2 separate regions of the Oryzias latipes genome follow, and region 1 is linked to region 2. The links are chromatin contacts, called in public Hi-C maps. All regions are on one chromosome and are shown on one strand. The core of a region is the stretch at or near the end of the contact, and the rest is flanking DNA. Distances in the headings are between cores, read along the strand shown. Region 1 has its middle 19 kb from the start of LOC111946728. Region 2 holds the start of anos1 (anosmin 1).

The links. A called contact is a pair of places that touch in the nucleus more often than the background predicts.
Region 1: a Hi-C map of embryo shows a contact between it and region 2, with 1.9 times the contacts expected there. The contact joins the enhancer-like site here to the promoter of anos1 in region 2.

The regions. Positions count from the first base shown.
Region 1 is chr21:24,227,560-24,234,271 of ASM223467v1, reverse strand. No RefSeq gene overlaps it. Among protein-coding and RNA genes, the nearest start is that of LOC111946728, 19 kb to the right of the region's middle. Within about 2 kb of position 4,806, at least 1 of the 8 cell types and tissues checked has an H3K27ac peak or open chromatin away from gene starts, as enhancers often do. A contact at or near this core is called in embryo, where this site is marked.
Region 2 is chr21:24,154,008-24,161,401 of ASM223467v1, reverse strand. It overlaps anos1 (anosmin 1), which reads right to left and starts at 4,576. Exons shown (of 14, transcript NM_001104849.1): 1 at 4,331-4,576. The coding sequence starts at 4,522. LOC110017355 (a long non-coding RNA gene) reads left to right here and starts at 4,590. Exons shown (of 3, transcript XR_002292718.2): 1 at 4,590-4,694; 2 at 6,118-6,318; 3 at 6,517-7,394.

The DNA.
Region 1 (6,712 bases), core at 3,557-6,056, 73 kb before region 2:
TGAAACCGTCCACTAGAAGGTGTCTTTTGCTCACAACACAAGCAATTTGCAGGAATTGGGTTGAACTTGTTCTGCAAAAATGCCTTCCTTGTTTTTTTATTAGTGCTTAATACATAAAAATAATGAATGATGGTAAAAGTTCCCGGAAACTGAAGAAGCTTCTGAGATGAGGAGCAAAACATCTTTTAAATCAGTTTTTAGAGAGTAGTAGTTGCCTTGAAGAGCAGAATCGTGTGAAGTTACTTAAATGGAAAACCTGATTTCTCCCTGAAGCGGACACCCACATAACTTTAGGGCGGAGATTTTATTCAGACTTTGAAAGCAAACTCGGCTTGTAAAAGGTTTTCTAAATGGCTCTTAAATAGAAAAAGGGATGACACGATCATTTATTGCAAAGATGGACGCAATCAACAACGACATGTCGTCCAAGCGTGGAGAATTTGATCGCATCTCTTGTTAGGCCGACTTGTGAAAATCTCCTTAACATGTGCGGCATGTGTTTTCGTTTTTTTTTTCCTCCGGAGTGTCATAAACGTGTTACAGGCGCGGTACGGCCAGTCCTGACACTGAATCACAGATTTCCCCCAGCTCACCTAAATCTTGGCTCCACTCAACACCTCAATGCAAACGGAACTGTTTATGTTGCAAACGGGCTTGGAAAAGCCTGCTCGCAATGGTGCATGAAGACAAAGAATTTATGAGCAAAATGTGACATTTGTGCTTCATTTTGTCGACAACCTGAAAAAATAGGGGCTAAACCTCCGAGCTTGTTTGTGTGTTAGATCTGCCCCATTTTTGATTATCAAATGGTAAATGGCAAAGGTGTACTCAGAATGCTGAGCGAGGTCAGAGAGTCAAGTAAATAAATGATTGGATGTTGAGCGAATTCCTGCTTCATCAGACGGAGAATCTGGACTTTCAGTAAGTGAAAGCAAGCCAGAAATGATCCATCTAACATTGACTTCACCGGTTATTTAGACATTTCAAGCCCCTCGTAAAAATTTAGTGTTGTTTCCTTCGGTATCTTCTTTTCAGAGCAATGAATCAGCCTCTGGCCTGATCCCAGACATTATCCTTAAACTCTGAAGAAAGCCCTTCAGTTGCATTCACAGGAGAGCACATTCATCTAATCGTAATTTGTAGATTTTTCAGCAGGGGAATAAACTTTTAGTTGTGCGAAGCTGATTGAAGTCTTCTTACCCTCAAAATTACAAGTAAAGCCTTAGCCACCCGAATGCAGGTGGACCATGTGGTTCCTGTGGGTGTTTGGGGGTTTTGGAGGGTCATGGATAGGAGCAGTTGCATCTTAAGGGGAGCTCAGGTGTGTCTTGCAGTTCCTTTGAGGTTTGGGCACCTCAAGAGACGTCATGAAATAAGAACGTACCATTGTTGAGCGCGTGGCAAGTGTGTCCTGAAGTATTGAGACACTATAACATACAGGTGAGACTGTTGTATGATGCACCTACGCCACACTTTAGTTGTTACTAAGATGTGTAATATTTGCACCTTACAGACTGCGTGCAAATAAATGCGAGGGGTGTGCAGGAAAGGTCATCGGTACGTGCCCGTAGAGATCCCCCACAAACTACGGCCTGATTGTCAAAATTTCTCGATTGCACAGCATCTCACTAACTTTATCCTAAATTCCCTCTATCATGTGGTTGAAGTGTTTGTTACGACCCCTCACCCACAGCATTCCGCTCTACAGGCTTGCTGAACAGTCTACGACCTTCATACCGTACAGTCTATGACCTTGATATACCGAACAGTCTATGACCTTGATATACCGAACAGTCTACGACCTTGATATACAAACAGCCCATATCCAACCGTAAGGGCAGTTGTGACTGATGCTACATTCACACTGGGCTCGGCGACGCACATTCAAGCGACAACGTCCAATGAAAAGTTTATGTAACATGCGTTTCAAGATTCTGCGTTCAAAAATTCTCCCATCCCGGTGTCGCGACGTTAGTTTTCAAGTCTGTTTTTGGGACTCTCTATGTACAATACGCTTAGCCATTGAACTCACGCTGAAGTTAAATCAGTTGAACTTTGACCAAGCAGAGACTTGGATTTGGATGGGTAGAGCCACGGAAGTCCCAACCGTTTGAAAAGTGATCATGAAGGAGACACCAATAATCGCAGTTTGTGCCCGGCCGGAATTATATGACAACTAGATTTCATATATTGGAATTCAGCTGTGAATGAAAAAGCCTGGAGGAAGATTTGCACCACTTGCTCCATTTCAACTGCAGGTAAATGTGCTAGTATCAGGCAGCAGACAGCAGACCATGTGAACAACCGTATGCTAAAACATGCATAACTCTTGAGTTTCACTTCAATATCATTATATATATAATGATATTGAAGTAACCATAATGATATATGGTGGATGCATTGATAGAACTCCAAAATAATTTTTATACACCACCGCCCTTTTTTTTAAAAAAATCAAGTGTATTTTTTGTATTTTTTTATTAGTGTTTTCCTTTTCACTTAACTCCAATCAGCTGAGAAAAAGAGAAAAATCAATGAAGACTATGAAATGTAATGGTTCTAATTTACCTTGGATTGCTCTGGCATAATAGTGCCAACATTTGAAAGATTGAATCCGTACCGTTTTCGTTTTAAATATCAACAATGTTATTATAGATTTAGTCCTCACATATAATATAAATAACACTCCTTTTCTGAGAAGGTATGCAGTGAAGTCCTTTTCGGGGAACCCTATTCTAACTCGCTCCACCTTCTCATGAACGTTTCCTCAACCTCGAGACATTTTTCCTGGAGGTCAAGGAAAACAGCTTAAGAAGACAATAAGACGCGTTGTGTTTTTGACAAGTCTGCTGGGAGTGTTTCTGCCGGAGCTCCTTTCCGCCTTCAGGAAGTCCTTCCTCTCAGTTGTGGCTCATCACCTCCTGCATGCTGAAGATGATTGACTAATGCAGAAACTCAGTCTGCGGGAGAGGCCACTTCTGGCATCATGTGAATACAGTTATCATTAACTGGAACTGGATGATAATAAAGAGGATTATAACTGGATGAACTTAATGCATTTAATTGGACTTGTACTTAGTTTGTTTGCTTTTACTGTTAAGTATTCCCAGATGACTTTTTATGAAGAAGTGCAATCTGTAAATGGAATAAACTGAAATGTTATGTTTGACTAGACCTGCAATTAAATTTTTGTGGGTTTTTTGAGTAATAAATTCAGTCTCCTAGTTTGTAAAATTTACTGTTTTGGAGGCTTGACACTCATTGCCAATATGTTTTATATGAACTTGTGCTGGCACAGAGGTTGCAATTTTGACCTACCATAAAAAGGGTTTATTTTATTTTATTATAAGTTAGACTGTATCCCTGTGAACCCCATTACATCAAATTAATTGAAAAAAAACATGTCTTTTAGAATTATTGAAAAAATGTCTTTAAAGAAATTAATAAATATTATTTTTGTATTTGTGGGGTGATTTTGTCAATTGTTGCTCACAAGAAAAATTGTAGTAGGTTTAGGGGATGTCATCTGGACTTGGTTTTAAAGTTGGAAGACGTTTCACCTCTTATCCAAGAGGCTTTGTCAATTCTGAAATAGCTGGTCTAAGAGCTGGTATATATGCGCTCATTGGGGGAGGAGTTAGACCTGAAACTGGAGGTGTTGTCCACTTAGCCTATGTGGTTTTGGGTCGTTAATAGTCCTTTGTCCTCAGCTGGGGGTTTTTCACAAGAAAAATACTAACACGACACAATCTACACATTTTTTACATGACATAACTGTATTATAAAGACTTCGTTGTCAATAAATGTTGTATTATTTAATAATAAGTTATTATAAAAAATGATTTTTTTCACAATAAAGTTTTAGAAAATTAGCTAAACTTTTGCCATCAAGTGCTTTTGTGATTTTCTAGAAACAGCCATTTTGAACTGAGCAGGAAAAGCTCTTCTACTGCCCCTAGTGGAAGAATACGGAGCCCTTGTCCTGACATAAAGATATTAATCTGAGGGAACAAGATATATTTTAATATCTTTATGTCAGGACAAGGGCTCCGTAGAAGAATTATAGACTACAGAGCAGAAAACAATCTATGTAGGACAGGTTTTTAAGGAAAGTGTGCTGCCTTGTTTTGAAACCATTTGTTTCATTTTGATTGGGAAAAGTAGAAAAAAAAATTAAAAAAAGCTAAAGGTCAAAAGACAAAAAAACAAGATAAACTGTGAGCCACAACCAGACCTTAACTTGACATGGGAGCCAAAAGGTGACATGAGGCGACTTTGAGTGCACTCCAACTAAGGAAACAGCTGCAGCAATGACAAAGGTTAACCTGATTTGAAGAAGCTGAACAAGAAAATCTAAACACAAAACCTTGACTGAAATGAAAACGAGTAAAACAACCCAAGTCCTCGAATTTGGAAAACCTAATTTCTTTTTAAAAAAATAGAAAAACTCCAGAGTTGTTTTCTTAGGAGTTTATGATCTATGTATGCAAATATTAAAAAAACATGCATATCAAAAGGATAAAGTCAAAATATGATGCATAATTTTGTGTAAAAATCTTCAGGATCTTCTTTGGTCTCTGTGTGGCTGGTGTTTGCCAAAAGTTGCGGGTGATCAGATGAAGAGCAGTTGACTTTCAGCAGCCAGATCCTCCACTTGACATCATATTTTCTTAATGAGAACCAGCTGCCTGCAACATCAGCCTTTAGCGGCGAATCTGCATGAAAAACCTGAATGCTGGAACCCTAAGTACGTCCAGATTCCGCTGTGCGCCACGGGGTTGAACCAACATTCTGCTCTTTGTACCAATCAATGGAGCCTGTGATCATGCGGGATGGAAATGAGCTCTTAGCCTTAAAGCACAACCACACACTCCAACACTCAGGATGAAACGCTCCAGATTCACTATGTAAACACTGTGGTTCATGAGCCATTTGTTGGACGTATTCAGATCAGCGTCTTTACACAAAATAATCACCAAAAATGCGATTATCCCACTTTAAAGGAAAGTTTCTGGGAGGAGAGGCCAACAGTTGCTGATTGAAGCTGCTTTTTATCGTGAATTTCATCCACGTTTTGAATTGATGAACTCTAAAATATTCCTGATAAATACCAGGGCTTTTTGTCAGGAGTATTAATGGCCTCTGACGTCATCTTTCTGTGCCTGAAGGCACTTTTAGCTTTTAGCCTGAAGGTCAAACTGTCACAGTTTTTAACCCTTTTACCGCAGAGATGTCCACATCTAAATAAGAATCACTCTTTCACATACTGTCCAACTGTTTATGCAATCAATGTAATTCCAGTGGATTCTGAAGCGGAGAAAAGTGGCACTTTCCTGCTGGAATTGGAGTTGATTGTGTAAACTATTGAAAAGTAACGGTATGTCAAAGATCAGCAACACTGGAGCGTTCGCCTGGGAACTTAAACGCCTTTGCTAAAGGATAAAAAGAGGAAAAATGCTATGAAGCTGTGTAGAAGAAAAAAGATTTTTACAGATCAGAGCAAGCAGAAAGACGAAAATACTCAAATTTTGACTTTCTTCTTAGAATTTTGACTTACATCTCATATTTTGATTTGGATTTCACAGAATTCTGAGAACATTCTGAGAAAAAAATGCAGCTTTCTGAAATGTAATTGAATGTTCTCATTAAAGTCAGAATTCTGAGATTAAAGTCAGAAGTTTGAGGAAAAAGTCAGAATTTTATAATTATAGTTAGAATTCTTTTTTTGCCCTTTATTTTCTTTCCATGGCCGTAATCCTCTTCCGTAAATTTAAATCTCATGTGAGAGTATGAAGAGTATGAGTTTTAAAAATCCTTGTTGGTCATTTTTTCTGACAAAAGAACTTTTTTTTGTTACTCTAAAAATCCAGGTAAAGAAACAAAAAAAAAAGTTAAGTAAAGTAAAACAGTGGTGCGATTACATAAATTCGCTTCCTCCCAATCGCTTTCAGGGGATCTATTGAACACTTTTTGACAATCTAAACATTTAATAGTTACACTGTGTCATGAACTATATGAAAAGTGCTAATATGTTTATTTATGATTGAATTATTTATTTCTTTTTATGATTGTGTGTGTATTTTCCAATCATTTTATGACTAAGTATCCTATGTTGTCTTTTATTTTTTCCTTTTTGATTTATCCTTGTATAGATGTAAATTTCTGTCTTGTTTTTGTCTTATTTCTGCTTTGATTGCTTGAAAAAAAACCATTTCCAAATCCAAATAGGAGTTTTGAGTTAAATAAAGTTGTTTTTCTTACTATGAGAAAGATTTTGAGAGGCAAAATGTTCAAATGTTCTGTTTCAGCGCTGTGTGACTGCCTGGAGGAAGCTCTGTTGTCCCCTGACAATGTGTGTGTGGTTTTTTTTTTTTTGTTTTTTTTTGCAACATCCTCTGTGGATTCCATCTGAACTCAACCCCTGACCCCTTTCTTGTCCCCAAGCCTGGGTCCTGGCCTTGCGCTGCCGTCCGCCCTCCTGGGTACAGCTGACCTGTGAACTCTGCTTCACCTCTGAGGCCCGGCTACCGACCCCGCTCAGAAACTTCACAGGAGAAAAAAGAAAAGAGCAGACAGAAAGTTTCCCTTCTCCACCACTCATGCCTGGCAGGCGAAACCCTCTGACACCAGCTTCTTAACGCCATGTTTGAAAGAGCCAGCTGCTGGGTTTTGACTTTTTACCTTCAGAAAGAGCTGAACTGAAACTAAGTCT
Region 2 (7,394 bases), core at 3,327-5,826:
GCAGCAAAGAGGCTCAGCAGGATGTTGCCCCAGCTGTCCAGGCTTGACCCCACCATTTCAGGGACCAACAAGGGAATAATTATAGGTCAGGACTTCATCCATTTGACTCACCATGACATTCCTCTGCAGTCTGAACATTATACAGAGCTGAGGAGCGTCAAGGACTGCAGAGAATGAATTCTTTCCAGATATCCTCCAGAGTGATGGGAGGCCGGAGGAGACCAGACACAGGTCTAAGGTAAACGCTGGTGTGTCGGCGACCAAGCAGCACTCAAATCAACGGGACATTTATCACCAACACTGCCACACGGGTTAGAGCAGATGGCCTTTTGCATTGTCTAGACACCTGAGATGAGAGCGAACAAAAGCCACCAAATAATCAAGATTTTTTGTTGGTTCTCAGACTGAATTTATGTCCTAATGACTCAAATTACTGGAGAACACCGGTTGGTCTTTCATGGCCCACATAATTCAGAACAAGAAGGGGGAACTTCAAAGGACAGAGTGGTGTTCTGTCTGCCCTTTGGCAGCTCAGGGCTCCTCAGGCGTCACCTAAATAACTTAGGCAGCACTAAAATAAAGGGCTGCTGGATTTAGGCTTTGCCTGGAGGAGGAGGTGTGAGAGTTGTGGTCATTCCACCAATCACCTATCCAGTTGATATGAATTATTGGGGAGCTAATGTGTCTAGTGCTAACATAAGAGGGTAATTCAGGAACCCTAAACGGCACCGGTGCGAGGTTGTCTCCACGTGGGGAGTCAAGGTTATCTGTCAGGCGAAATACCTCGCGGTGTAGCGGCTCGGAGATTTACAGAGCCAAGTGTCACGGTTTTTAAAAGTGCACGCTGAGAGGCGAGACCACGCATCATAGGCCTCCATTCATCCGCTGTCCTCACCAATGAAAAACCCCACACATACTGTACGACGGGCAGTAGCCGAGGTTCGATTCCACCGCAGGCTTTTTTAATATCAAAGGCCAAAAACAAGGGGACACAGAAAAACTACTTTCCCAGTGTTTTTCCTTCCCTCCACTTAAAACAGAAATCTCTGGAGCGAGACGCTTAGATTTTACTATGCAGCATATTAAAAAAAGAACGACTTGAATTTGAAAACGTTAGATTTTTATTGCTTCGAGTGTAATAACAGGACCTTACGACCACACCTTGTTTTTGGCTTCACAGGTCCCCACATAAATAATCCACTACAAGGCCGATGCTTTCAGAATACATTATTGCACAGGGCTCCCAGCTCGCTCTTAAGACTTAAAATGTCTGTGGCCAATATTTATGGTTGGGTGTTCCCCTTTGTCTATTGTACAGGGGTGACAAGTTCCCCAAAAGTGGAGTAAAATGTCAATAAATCTGTATTTGGAATAACTATTGCAATAATAAATCTTAACTTGCCATAAATCTGACAAGCATCAGACTACCCATGGGCTTCTCAAATCTTCAAGCTTGTTTCCATTCCGCACTAATGTGGAACTGTGGCAACCGAAACAAAGCGCCTGATTTGTGTTCCTGTTTGAGCGTGTGGCTACACAAAACATCTGTAACAACAACGCTCAGCCTTTGCAGAGAGATCCAATTAAAGCGAACACTATAAAAAGATCGGAACATCCAGCTGGTAAATGCGTTAAAAAAGCCAATTATCTCCTGTACGGTGAGGAAAAGGAGTAGCTGCTCGGATGGATTACCAGATACCGAGAAGCGGCCGTAAAATATGAAGGACTGGGAAGAAAGAGACATTCAGGAGAAGCTTTTCATTCCAGCTAAAATGGAAAGAGTCTTCTTTCTGCCCCATGAGGGTGTCCGAGCTGAATTAAGCGGTCTTGATCAGCGGAGTGGCCCTTCGCTGACATGGGATCTGGAGCATAGACAGTATATGAGAACTGGCCTGTGATGGCACCTATAGAAAATGACTAATTTACAGTTCCTCCCAAATGAATTCAATTCAATTGCCATTTTTCTGCAATATGGACTGAACCAAAAATCATCTCTAAGCAGGGATTGGTTCAAGTTGGTCTGAGTCAACATTTCTATGGCAACCACTCTCACCAATCAGGAGTGAGCTTGTTGGAAATCCACACCCCTTCCACTTGAAAGAATCGGTCAAATGAATGTTTTGATTGTTCGACGTGACACCATCTGCTTGAAAGGGCCTACATCATGCAAAAATCAACATTTTGAGCTTTCAAGACTATGATAATGTTCACTCCTCACAAAGAACAACCAGAAAGCAGTGTTTTAATCTATTCAGTGGTCTCTGAGCACCAGTCCCTCATAATCTGCGAAAATGGTTTTCACGTTATGAGTGTGGGGAAGAGGAGAAAGTGTGTGTGTGTGTGTTAGCCTGGGGGCGGTGGTGGTAGCGCAGACTCTTCCTGGAAGGGGCTGTGACGTCACAGCCCCTTCCAGGAAGAGTCTGCGCTAACACCCACTTTCTCCACAGAGCTAGCGGTGATAACCTAAATGCTTTCTTTTTTTATGCACAATATGCACATCTATCTTTGCAAAAGTTCAAATGTGCGTGAAACGCAGACACGCCGCCGACCCCGACTCTAGGTTGACATCATGAAATGAGCGGTAGCCACAAGGAGGGAAAGGCGGAGCCTCAGAGATTGAGCAGTCTTACTTCTGGGTAGGAAAATGAGCTGCGAAAATAATTAAGATTTCATGTTTTTTAAAATTGTTCTTTCGTGTGCCAAAAGTAATATATTATCACATATATGGATATAGTTTACTATAAAACGTTTAAGAAAAGCATGACATTGGCCCTTTAATTGAGGCATCGGATTGGTCAGTTTATAATTTGAGTAACAGAAAAAATATAATAACAAAATTGAAATTGAAAAACAGGTTCCTGCTTTTTGCAGACTATTTGGAACACGGGGGGGGGGGGGGGGGGGTCACTCAGTCCACTTCTCATATACAGTCAATGATCTGAAAAAAGGAAGCGGATCCACCTGTAGGTTGTGCTGACTGCTCCAACATGGCGATAACATCGCAAAAGAGCTCCTCACATTCAGCACAATGGGGCGGCGAGGTGCAGCAGGAAGATGACCCCCCCCCCCCCCCCCCCCCCCCGGCGGGGCAGCTCCTTGTACGCGCCTGTGAGGTGTGACCCCGGCATTTATTGGCAGAGGCTGGTGGACGTTAGGAGGAGGAGGGAGGGTTGTTGCAGGTCGGCCATATGTTTTTGCAGCTGACCAGACCCCACACTCCTTCAGATGAAAGGAGAACACAAAGCAGGTCCTCAACAATCGCCGTCCCTCCTCGGACCTGCAGGTCTGCCTCGCTTATCACCAAGCTCTTCAGACAAGTGCCTCCCTCTTCTTTTCCCTCCCCCTCGGCAGGACACCGCCTCAGACTCCCAGGCTCTGCAGTCAATTATGCTGACTGCTCGCTGTTCATTAGAAGCCAAGCTCCAACAGCCGCTTGACTTCTTACCCGGCGACTAATTTAATTCTCCAACTTTTCGACCTTGGCCTGCATCACACCCCCGGGATTCCTCTCCAAACAAATCCCTGATGCCGCCTGCCAAGATGCACTTTGAGAGGCGCTGCCTGCTCTCCATCCCTTCTCTTGCTTCTATTTTTCAGGGAGTTCATTACAGTTCAGCCTCACTCAGTCCTGCATCACTCCCTAATACTCTACTTTTTTAAAGGCCATAATTAAGCATAGAGGTGAACCTGCAGACAGAAGGGCTGGTGAAATCAATAAATGCTTTTCAAAGCAAAAGCAATGAGTTACAAACAAACTCCTTAAAACCTCATTACTAGCAGGTTTTGATCCACAATACTTCAAAAACACTTAGGGATTCTTTAAGAAAAGACAAGACAGGAGTGGAGTGATTACAGAGGCACAGAGAGCTGCTGCTGCTGAGCTGCTGCTGCTGCTGCTGCTGCTGTTGCTGGGAAGAGGGATCAGTGTCCGGATCTTTTCTTTTGGGTCCTGGGGGAGAACGGAGCGCGCAGTGGAGGGTGAAAAACACACTGGACACCACATTACCATGTCAGCCAGCACCACGCGGCTCCTTTCTCCATCTGCATCATCCAGCAGCACGCGCTGGGAGGCAAAAGATGCAGCAAACGGCAGGAGAGCAGTTTGCAGCTCAGAACGTCCCGCTCTGCCTGGGTTGCGCGCGTGGCAACTTTGCAAACAACTCAACAATTCACGGGGATGCTGGGAGGGAGGAGTGGGACCAGAACCGGAGCTCGGTCTGTGACCTGCTCCCTCCCCTTACGGCGGAGGGGGGGAGCGGGGCGCTGGATCCGTCAACACCGCCGGGGCTGGAGGTGTCGGTGGTGGGGGTTCTGGTTTCCGAGCTCGTACCTGGGAGTGCTTGAAGAACGCAGAGATGCGCGTGATGTGCAGGCTGAGGCACCGCGAGGCGCACCTCGCGCGGTAAATGCTGGCAGTGAAGAAAGAGTCGTCCTGCTTCCTCGCGGACACACTTCCCGGGCTCGTCAGCGCCGTAATCCACAAACACAGGCTCGCACACAGCTTCAGGCTTCTGGAAAACATCGTCCCGCTGCTGGGTTTTTAATCCCTCCACGGAGCGGACGACACTGCTCGCAGGCTCCGCCGAAGAAACTAAAGAAACTTCAATTATACGGGGGGGAGGAGCCACTGGCCTGAAGGCGCTGTGATTGGACGATCCGGCGCTGAGTGACGTGCACGAGGAGACCAGAGGCAGGTAGATCTTTCAGAGATGAGAAAGTGTGTTTGGAAGGAGATTTATATCTTTAGTGTTTTTATTTTACAGCTTTATATGAATAGAAAACAAACAAACACATGAAAATAAACAGAACAATCTGCTTTCAAAATAGGAGCGAAACTGAACAGGTAGGAAAAATTCAGCTTTTTCTTTTTAAAGATTATTAAGACTTTTTAAATATCTAATGACTTCCAATGCAAAGCCAGATAAAAGCATGGACAATTAACTAGAAATATATATAAACCCACAAAAAAACAAACAAACAAAAAACCCACAAAACATTAAGTCAAAATCAAATTAAAGACAAAATAACGTAAGGATGGACGGACAAATAGACAGAAATAAAAAAGAAAAAACTGATGAATGCAGCGTCAACAGGACAAGGACTGTCCTGCTGTGCCTGTCCCAAGCCTGGCATTCAGGAAGAGCATTGAACATAAAGTTTACAAGACATCAAATAGTTCAAAGGAGAAGATAGATTCACTGACAGGATGGTTTTCCAAACATTTTAGGGGCTCGGAGGGACATGACACCCCCGGCTCTCAGTCCACACAGACTTGCCCCCACTGATATTCTCCCTGCCCCATGGTGCTAAATCAGAGCCGATGTCTTTCAATCACGTATGGATTTTTATAGATCAGATCAACTTTGGGTGAACTTGTACTTATTTTTTTTGTAATTATCTGTTTCAATTCAGACAAAGTTGACATAATTTCTTAGCGGAAGGATGCTATCATTATAACATGCCATTAAAAAAATGGTGTCAACATATGTTTATTTTTTTATTTTATTTTTTTTATCCCTATTCAAAGTATGCAGAACCAACCATGAGTGAAACCTTAGACTCTGACATGAAACATTGATGCTGGGTACAGCTGATTTCACTGCAAATGTTTTCATGTAAGCCATCGCTCACACAGATATGCGATATTTAAAACCTAGTCTAGACAATTTGGCTTTACGGTATGATCAGGAATGAATTAAATAGCAAATATGTGGAATTATTTTAAATAATTTTCATTACAACAGTCATAATTTGATTCTACTTGCTCCTTCTGTTGTATCTTAGGACAAATTCAAGTTTGTGTTGGCATTTTTGTGATTAAACTGAGTTAAAATACATTTAAAAGAACACTAGAATATAAAAGACAAAGTTTTCCAATATTTATTTTTGCTGTCTGGTCAATTGTTTGATCTAGAGAAGTCTGAATTTTGATGCAAAATGATATGGAATCTATTATAAACAAATTATTAAACAAACTTTTTTCATCATTTCTTAAAGAGAACCAGCTCCAGAAGTGATCCAGTACGTCCAAACTCCATGCGCCAAAGTACACACCTGTCTTTGTTAGCGTCCACACAAAGTTGGAGTTGTTAACAGATCTCATGTGAAATGTTGCAGGTTTTTTCTGCATCCAACCCCCACATGTGGCCTTGGAGACGCCTGCCAACATCCCAGGGAAGCCCTTTCCCCCTTAAGCTCTCGCCTCCCACTTTCACAGTAGCTTGGAAAAACAATTCTTACATGGAAAACTATTAAAACCATCCCAAATAAATTCCTCAAGATGGACTCCCAACTTCTGGCAGCATTTCATCGCCCAAGGTATGGAGAAAATATGACATGTAGGAAAAGCTTCAAATTCTCGCTACTGCATTTACAGAGCTGAGTTTTTAATTAGAAAGTTCCCTGAAGGGTTTAAAGACACCCCAACTTTTGTCAGCTCCCAGAATACTTTCCTGAACCCCATTACAGCAGCAGCGTAATGAAGTTTTATAGGTGTTTTTTTTTAATTGTATGCAGAGTGGGAGCGAGGACTCGCTCGCACACCATCATTAGGTCTGGCTGAAGTTGCAGTCTCGCCTGGGGGCCAGCTGTGCCAATCGGCCTGACCCGTGTCTCTGCTGGAATCCCAGGAAACACGCCCACATTCACACGTCCCTTCAAATCCCAGACGCATCAATTCTTCAAAAGTCCTCACTCCTCTCAGTGAGAGGAGGTACAGTTCAGCAAAATGCAAAGGAAAACAGAGCTCCCCAGTGATAAGAATGATGAACACCCATTTCCCTGGTGGTCCCAGGCCCACAATGGAACTTTGGGCGAGATATCCCCCGCTACTCTTAAAGCGTTTAAACACGGATGTCTGTGTACCTTAAAAAAACGGCGTAATGGCTTAATTTGTGTGCTTATTACAGCCATGTGTGGTGGGAGGTTTTATGGTGTGCAGTGAAGGAAACAGGGTGTCTGTGTGCGGTCCTGATGTCTCCTGCAGCCTGTGGGACACGTATCTCTTTGACGCCAAGCTCTCATTGACTGGGAAAGGCTTGCACTGCAACTAAGACTGTAAATTTGTCTGAAAAAAGCCCAAATAAATGAGCGTCCATTCTGACAAGTCCATCTATTAATAGACCTGCATATGCAGGGAAAGGCTGACAAGTCGTATGTTATGTGACATTAAACTCTGTACGGTGAGTATTTACACAGTAGTAAGTCATTCGTCGGCCTCTTTTCCAAACTGAAAAGTTATTTATCTCAATTTACGCCCAAAACTATGAACCAGAATCTATTTCTTACTGAGAATATTTAAATTAGCATGCACTAAAACTGCAATTTAGCTCTCTGCAACGCTTTATGTCAACCTGATGACTCAATATCCTCTTTAGATAACAACCTAACTCATG